Regions from separate parts of the Mus musculus genome. Here region 2 is linked to region 1. A link is a contact called in public HiChIP or PLAC-seq data. All regions are on one chromosome and are shown on one strand. The core of a region is the stretch at or near the end of the contact, and the rest is flanking DNA. Distances in the headings are between cores, read along the strand shown. Region 1 has its middle 11 kb from the start of Gm22150. Region 2 has its middle 51 kb from the start of Gm12519.

The links. HiChIP or PLAC-seq counts read pairs in DNA pulled down with a chosen protein or histone mark.
Region 2: a contact with region 1 is called in an H3K27ac HiChIP or PLAC-seq map of embryonic stem cells, with 5 times the contacts expected there. The contact joins two enhancer-like sites. A contact is called at or near these places in 1 of 484 Hi-C or Micro-C datasets (embryonic stem cells) and 4 of 115 datasets of contacts at active chromatin or transcription factors (all in embryonic stem cells).

What each region holds. Positions count from the first base shown.
Region 1 is chr4:55,478,858-55,482,246 of GRCm38.p6, reverse strand. No RefSeq gene overlaps it. Among named protein-coding and RNA genes, the nearest start is that of Gm22150, 11 kb to the right of the region's middle. Within about 2 kb of position 1,581, at least 93 of the 459 cell types and tissues checked have an H3K27ac peak or open chromatin away from gene starts, as enhancers often do. A contact at or near this core is called in embryonic stem cells, where this site is marked.
Region 2 is chr4:56,050,460-56,053,848 of GRCm38.p6, reverse strand. No RefSeq gene overlaps it. Among named protein-coding and RNA genes, the nearest start is that of Gm12519, 51 kb to the right of the region's middle. Within about 2 kb of position 1,683, at least 19 of the 459 cell types and tissues checked have an H3K27ac peak or open chromatin away from gene starts, as enhancers often do. A contact at or near this core is called in embryonic stem cells, where this site is marked.

The DNA.
Region 1 (3,389 bases), core at 332-2,831:
AACATGCTCACAGGACATGAGTGGGCTTTTTTTTTTTTTTCAGTCTGTGGTCCACAGGAGGCCCCAAAACACATTACAAGAAATGGCTCTTCCTTCACCCCCACCCCACCTTCCCAATCAAGCCCCTCCCAGACCACCTCCTTTGATCTGTATATTTGAAATCTCCCTTCTGCTGATCCTAGGCCTGTTTTTAATTCTTCCTTTGCTCTCCTTCTTCCTTTCTTCTTTCTGTGTTAGGAATTGAACTCAGGCCCTCGGGCGTGCTAGATATGTGCTCTCTTCACAGCCTAGCCCTTTTTTCTGAGAGATGCGCTTATATAGCCAAGGCTAACCTTGGACAGGATATATGTCTAGGGATATCCTTGAAATACTGAACCTCCTGGCGTCACCTCACCTATGCTGAGGAAAGAGATAAGCCACCCTCAGCTTGGACTGAACTTCACATCCTCTTTTATAACTGGAGTCTTTCAAGATAAATACTTTATCAAGATAAATCTGGCCTAACAGCTTTGGACTCCTCTCCCCCAAATCCATGATTTTTTTTTTTCGAGACGGGGTTTCTCTGTATAGCCCTGACTGTCCTGGAACTCACTCTGTAGACCAGGCTGGCCTCGAACTCAGAGATCTGCCTGCCTCTGCCTCCCAAGTGCTGGGATTAAAGGCGTGTGCCACCACTGCCCGGCGATTTTTTTTTTTCCTGTCACAAAATCAAAAGTGAGCTTGCTCACAGAACCATTTTGTGGATTTCTACCTATCATATCCTGTGTTCCCTGGTTAGCTGGTCTGGGTCGTTGTGTTAGGGCTGTTTAAGGTAAGCTTGCTTGCAAAAGTGTGATCGAAGCTTTAGGGACATCACAGAAAGGTGGGTATGATAGCCCACCCACATAGCCCTCTCTTGCTGAAGGGTGGCTAAGGGAGAGTGAACCAGCCTGGCCCATTAGTCCCCTGGGAAGCAGCCAATTGCAGGTCCCTCTAGACTCTGGCACTTCTCTGTAATCCTGCAACTCCACACACGTTTAGGGAATGCTACTGCAAGGCACAGAGGTGTGGGCAGGGCAGAGGCAAGGCGCCATTGTGTACCTACTTCAGCTGGCGGAGCCTTGTTTTTGCTGTCATGACAATATTGCATCATGGAATGGGAAAGGCCCTTCCCTGATCTAAGCCATTATTATGTGGGTCCTATTCTGGCCACAGACACCACGTGGGTAGTCAGGCCTCCGCTGTTATTTCAGCCTCAGGGGTGAAAACATCCGAACAGTGGAATCTTTTTTGTTCCTGGCTCCAGTCTCGGAATGTACAGACTTCGGATTCACGGACTTCTCCACGAATCATCATCACCCCAAATAGAGGGCTCCCAAAGCACCTCTATTTTTTCTGCGTCTGGCTCACAGCTGGGATTCTCCCCCGCCCCCCTCCCCCCCATCCTATCAGTTGTTCAAGAAAACTATGGGAATCCAGGCGACCGCTGACAGCACAGCACAGACGGATTGAGTGATGGTGAAAGGAAGGTAGTGGTGGGAGCAAAGCCCCCAGGACTCCAGGAGAAAGTCCACAGAGGCATCTGAGCCAGCATGGCCCGTCCCGCCTGCGCCCCTCGTGGTGCTCGCTGGAACTGCAGGCTGGTATCATGGGTGACTGTGATGTGGCTCTGTCGCTGGCTTTGATGGGGCCGAGCGGGCCTCTTCAGAGGAATGCAGACCTGTCTGCACCCGAAAACCAAAACCGTGTCCAAGGGGCGGGGCTGAACGGCTGGAAGAGAGGCCTCACCTCACCTGGGCGGACGCCGCTTCTGGAATGAGACCTGGCCGAGTGGGCGCGGGAGGTGGCTCCAGGCCCGGGGCCAGCACGCAGCTTTCCCACGTGTGCACAAGCGGGCCTCCTCAGAACAGGTCCTGGGAAGCGACCAAGAGGCCTCTGAGGACGCCAGCATGTGGCTTTCCCGTCTGTGTGCCTCGACCCTCATGAGGGCAGAGAGCCCTAATAGGATTTGAAGGTCCAGACCTGAGAGGTTTCGATTCTAGAACCCTTTCTCCCAAACTCTGGCAATCACACCCACTCTGGTCTCATATTACTAGCCAATAGGCATCCATGATTAATGAGGACTTGACATGTGCTTCTAATCTGTACTATATGTTGGAGATATAACATGGGTGAGGGGGGAGTGTGATTGTTTGTTTGCTTTTGGTAGCAGGTATATGGAACTAGGGGCTCACGCGTGGTAGGCAAGCACTCTACCAGTAGGCTATATCCCCGGTTTTTTTTCTTAATTAGATATATTAAGACATGGTCTCATTATGTTGCCCAGATTGGCTTTGAACTCATCCTCCTGTCTCTGTTTCCCTAATACAAAAAAAAGAGGGAGAGAGATTAGAGACTATTCAGCAAAGCTCAATTTTATTAGTATTTTTGTTTGTTTCCTGTATTAAGAAAACACAAGTTAATTTTACTCATTTCCCTTTTTTCTTTTTACAGTGTACACTCTGAATGTTGAAAATGGCACCCGGATTTCTATAGAAAGCCTTAGAGTTCTCCGTTCTCTCAAAAAGCATGTTATTGGCCCCAGAGCCTTTGAACTTAATCTTCTATCTACAATGCTTTCAGTTCAGCAGTCTTCTCTTCTTCCTTGCTATTCAAATCACAAAGTTCACATACCCAGCTCCTTCCCTCTTTCCTCGTACCATCCATCCGGTTAAGGCAGGCTTGGCAGGTGGCAACCCTCTCTGTGTTCCTCCCCCAGTTTTACACTATAAACCCCCTGAGAGCAAGATTTTAAGGTTCCTGTTGGCTGAGCTCCCCTTGGTCCCCATGGGAAACATTTGTTGAATGGATACAGAAAGGCTCCTCCTAGGAGTGACTGCGTCAAACACAATCTACCACGAAGCCAAGACGTATGGTCTGGACACTACAGTTGTGGGTTGTGGGAGTGGAGAGGACATGAACACCAGTCGAACAGCCTTCCATTTTGCCAATATCCAACTGAACTTTGGAGTGGAGGGCTCACTCCATGACTAGAAGCGGTTCTTGTCTTGAGTTCTGTCTGTTCCGTGAGTTTGGAGAAGTGGCTGTCTGTCTCTCTCTGAGGCCCAGGGTCCCCTGAACGTTGATGTCTAAGGGCCCTTCCTGCCCAAATGTGAGGATTAGAGATTGTTTTTGAAGATTTAGGATCCTCCGGAGGGCAATTTACTCTGTGATGTGATCCTAAATCGCATAGCTGGCATTGTGAAGTCTCCATTAACTACCCAGCCAGAGTGCTCAGGGCTAGAAGTGTCCTGGTTAATTTAATTTCCTGGCTGAAGATCAACTACAGGGAGCATCCCTATTTGAAAATACAAATAGTATACGGATCCATTCACCAGCACTAAAAAGCTCCTTCACAGGACAGAAATTAC
Region 2 (3,389 bases), core at 434-2,933, 570 kb before region 1:
TTTTGGAAAGGACAAGTTTCAGTTTGTCCGTTTGTAATCTCTGCCTCGGTGGGGTCACAACGCAGCTCCTCTTGATACAACGGGAATTTGAAACATAGAACCTAGCATGAAGAATCAGCTCGTCCAGCCCCTGCCTATTGCTGCCTGTTAGACAGGGGAGTGGTGGGAGAGGTATAATTTGTGTGGAGGAATGGCAGATGTGGCTGATCCATTTTGGATTTATCTGCCCATCTGGATTTTCAAAAGAAAAGAAAGTGGTGTGGTAACAATTTCATAGCAAAGGCCACAGGCTGGTTAATCTTCAGGGATTTTTTTGAGTTAACTTCTGAAAATGTCGATTTGGCCTATTGATTTCATATGAATTGCCTCTGACTAGCTGGAGCACGGCCAGAGCAATCCCAGCTAGCTGTGGGCTGCAATTGTCAATCTGTCTCCTCTGGAGCGCCCGGGTTGCCGTGCAGCTGGGTGGCTCCTGCCAGGGCACACAGGCCTGTTTCTAGGAAGTGTTTTTGGTGAGACTCAGGGATTCTGAGATGGAAGGCAAGTTGCAGGGATGAGGGAAAATCGATCCTTGGTTTGCAAAATTAGCTGTCCTGAAAATTGATCATATCTCATTTGAGACCTGGGCAAAGCTGCCAGGCTTAAGGGAAAAACAACAACAACAACAAAAACACCAAAAAACAACACAAAACAAAAAACCCACCAGAATACAGGGGTAGGAAAGGGAAGTTGTGGGGTGAGGGTGGAGAGAAAACAGAGAAAGAAAGAGAAATGAGAAGCCTGGAGGTAAAGAAGAGAGATAGACTTTCTGGGCACTGAGTATGGTTGTTCTGCATCTCTAATCACAGTGCTGGGAAGACAGGCAGGTGGACCCCTGCAGCTTGCTGGTCAGCCATCTAGATGATCAGTGGGCTTCACGTTCAGTGAGGCCATACCTTAAAGTATAAGGTGGAAATTGATTTTAAAAGATGGTGAATATTGACTTCTGGCATCCACACTCATGAGCACAAATGTCCATGTATATTAATACATATATACTATATATATATATATATATATATACCCACACATGAGTGAATTAAGATAAAAAGAAACTTCCAAAGACAGAGTGACACATGTGGATGCATCCTCAGGCATAAAGTGAAGCAGAGAGAGAGAGAGAGAGGGAGAGAGAGAGAGAGAGAGAGAGAGAGAGAGAGAGAGAGAGAGCGCAAAAGAAAATGGGACAGAGACAGAAAAAGAGACACAGAGATAGAGTTACTGAGATTTAGAGAAAGCATAGCCTAAGAGGCGTGTTCAGAGACTGACTCCATGGGAGATCCCATGAGGAAGATTCTCTTAATACAATGGAATTTCAAAACATACAGTGGGACAGAGGATTTACATATTGAGGTTGGCTGGTTGGGCCTCTTCTTCCTAGAGGAAAGGGCAGAAGCAAACCCTGAGAACTGGCAAGGCTGCTGACTTAAGGGTGAAGGTCAGAGGCAGGGGCATAACAAAACGAAGACAGGAAAACAGTCACTTCCAGAGAAATCAGGGTTCCTAAGAGCTTCCACCAGAGCTGTCCAAGGAGCTTGGGCCTCTGTGGCTCCCCCTGGCAGGCTGCGTGGGGCCTTTGCGTGTAATCCCCAAGCTCCAGGGCAGCCCCTGTGTCATCCCAACTGAGATCCTGGGGCTTGCAGAACCGGTTAGTGGCTGTGTGATGGAATAATCACACAGGACTGGAAACAAAACAGGAGAACAAAAGCAGGTGGGGGGAGCCCACAGGAATAGTTTGGAATCCTAGTTTCCTACGTGCAGTTGCTAAGCAGTTTCCTGCTGTGTGTGTCCTGGTCTTGAGAAGTATGAGAAAGGCTATGAGGAAAGCAGGTGCCAGGGAGGTCTGCTGTGTGGTCTTGGGTTCTCAGGTGCTGGGGGCTGTTCTTCTTGGGAGGCCAGGAGAAATGCAGCTCTCCTGAAACACAAAAGGAGAGGGGCTGATGTTTTGAGCAACTCTCCCGCAGTCTGACTACTGAACAGAGGAAAGTGGCTGCCTTTTCATATTTCAGGGAAGCAACCGCTCCTTAGGCAGGAAACCAGATAGTCTGGGTCTCCGTTCTTACTGAAATCTCTGCCTTTGTATCCATAGCTATATGGCTTGGTTATTCCAATCAGACAGTGCTGTAGATGGAGGCTGGAAGCACCTGGGATACAGGCTTTTGACATTTAACGGGGGTGGGGTGGTGGTGGTGGTGAATGAGCCCTGTGACGATTCCAACTCATGCTTATGGTTCTTGTGAGAGAAACTGAGTCATATTACCAGCGTCTGGTGTCTCTCTTAAATAAACATCTCACCAAGAGTGATTCAAAGTCTTACACAGACAGCCCGGCTGGTAGAACAGAAATTCCCTAGAAAGTAACTTAAGTGGAGTTATGCCCAGGATGTGTATAGTAAAGGGCAGCAATGGCTGCTGTGTGAACTCCCTGCTTCTAGCTGTGTCCCACACAAGAGTAATAGAAAAGTTGTCATATAGTTTGCTTGGTTATCTGTGCCTCCTTTTCAAGTTGTCTGGCGGCAAGAGTGTAAAGTGAGAATTCAGAAAACCCTCAAGGGTGCCCAGGATAGAAAAGGGGACATGATCTTGGGCCTTTGTCTGTAGAAAGCCCTAACTGGGCAACAAAACAATTTGTGTTCATAATCCACTGAGCAGAAATAGAGAAGGTAGAGATTGTGCTGTCTGTAGAGTCACTGCAGAACCCATGATCAAAACTTGACTCATGCAGAAGAATAAAGAAAAAGATATAATTGACATTCTGATTTGTTTTTTCTTCACTGTTTGTAAGCTCCAGCTCTATGTAGGCCAGTGTTCCTTCCTGTGTTGAATTACAAAAGAATATATAAAAAGGTTTTCAAAATAGGACAGTCCCAGCTACTCAATCTAAGGAGCCATCTTTGTAAACTTTGCAAAGCTGAGATGAGTCAATTGTGTTTTAACATACTCGAGTACACACACTACCCACTAGGACATGTCCCCAACTCTTTCTCATAAAGGAAACCTTCCATGAATGGCTTGTGTTTCTATTGTGATTTCCTTTCATAATATTCCAAAAGCTGAATTTTGAAAAAAAAAATCAACAAAACATTTTGTTTTGAAACACACACTCCTCTCCCACTTGCAAACAGCAAGCTTGCAACTTGGCCGGTCTTCAGGATGAACACCTGGGCTACTCTGGCTGCTGCCAGTGGCTCAAGGAATGCTCATCTATTTCAGTACAACCCACACAATAATTAAAAGGACAATTTGTTTCTACATAAAGAATCATAGAATGTAGCCTCAAACCACATAAAAGTCCTTTCTGCTCTCCCCGGAGTTCAGCAACTCCAGGCTGGCTACAGTCTGCCCTGGCTG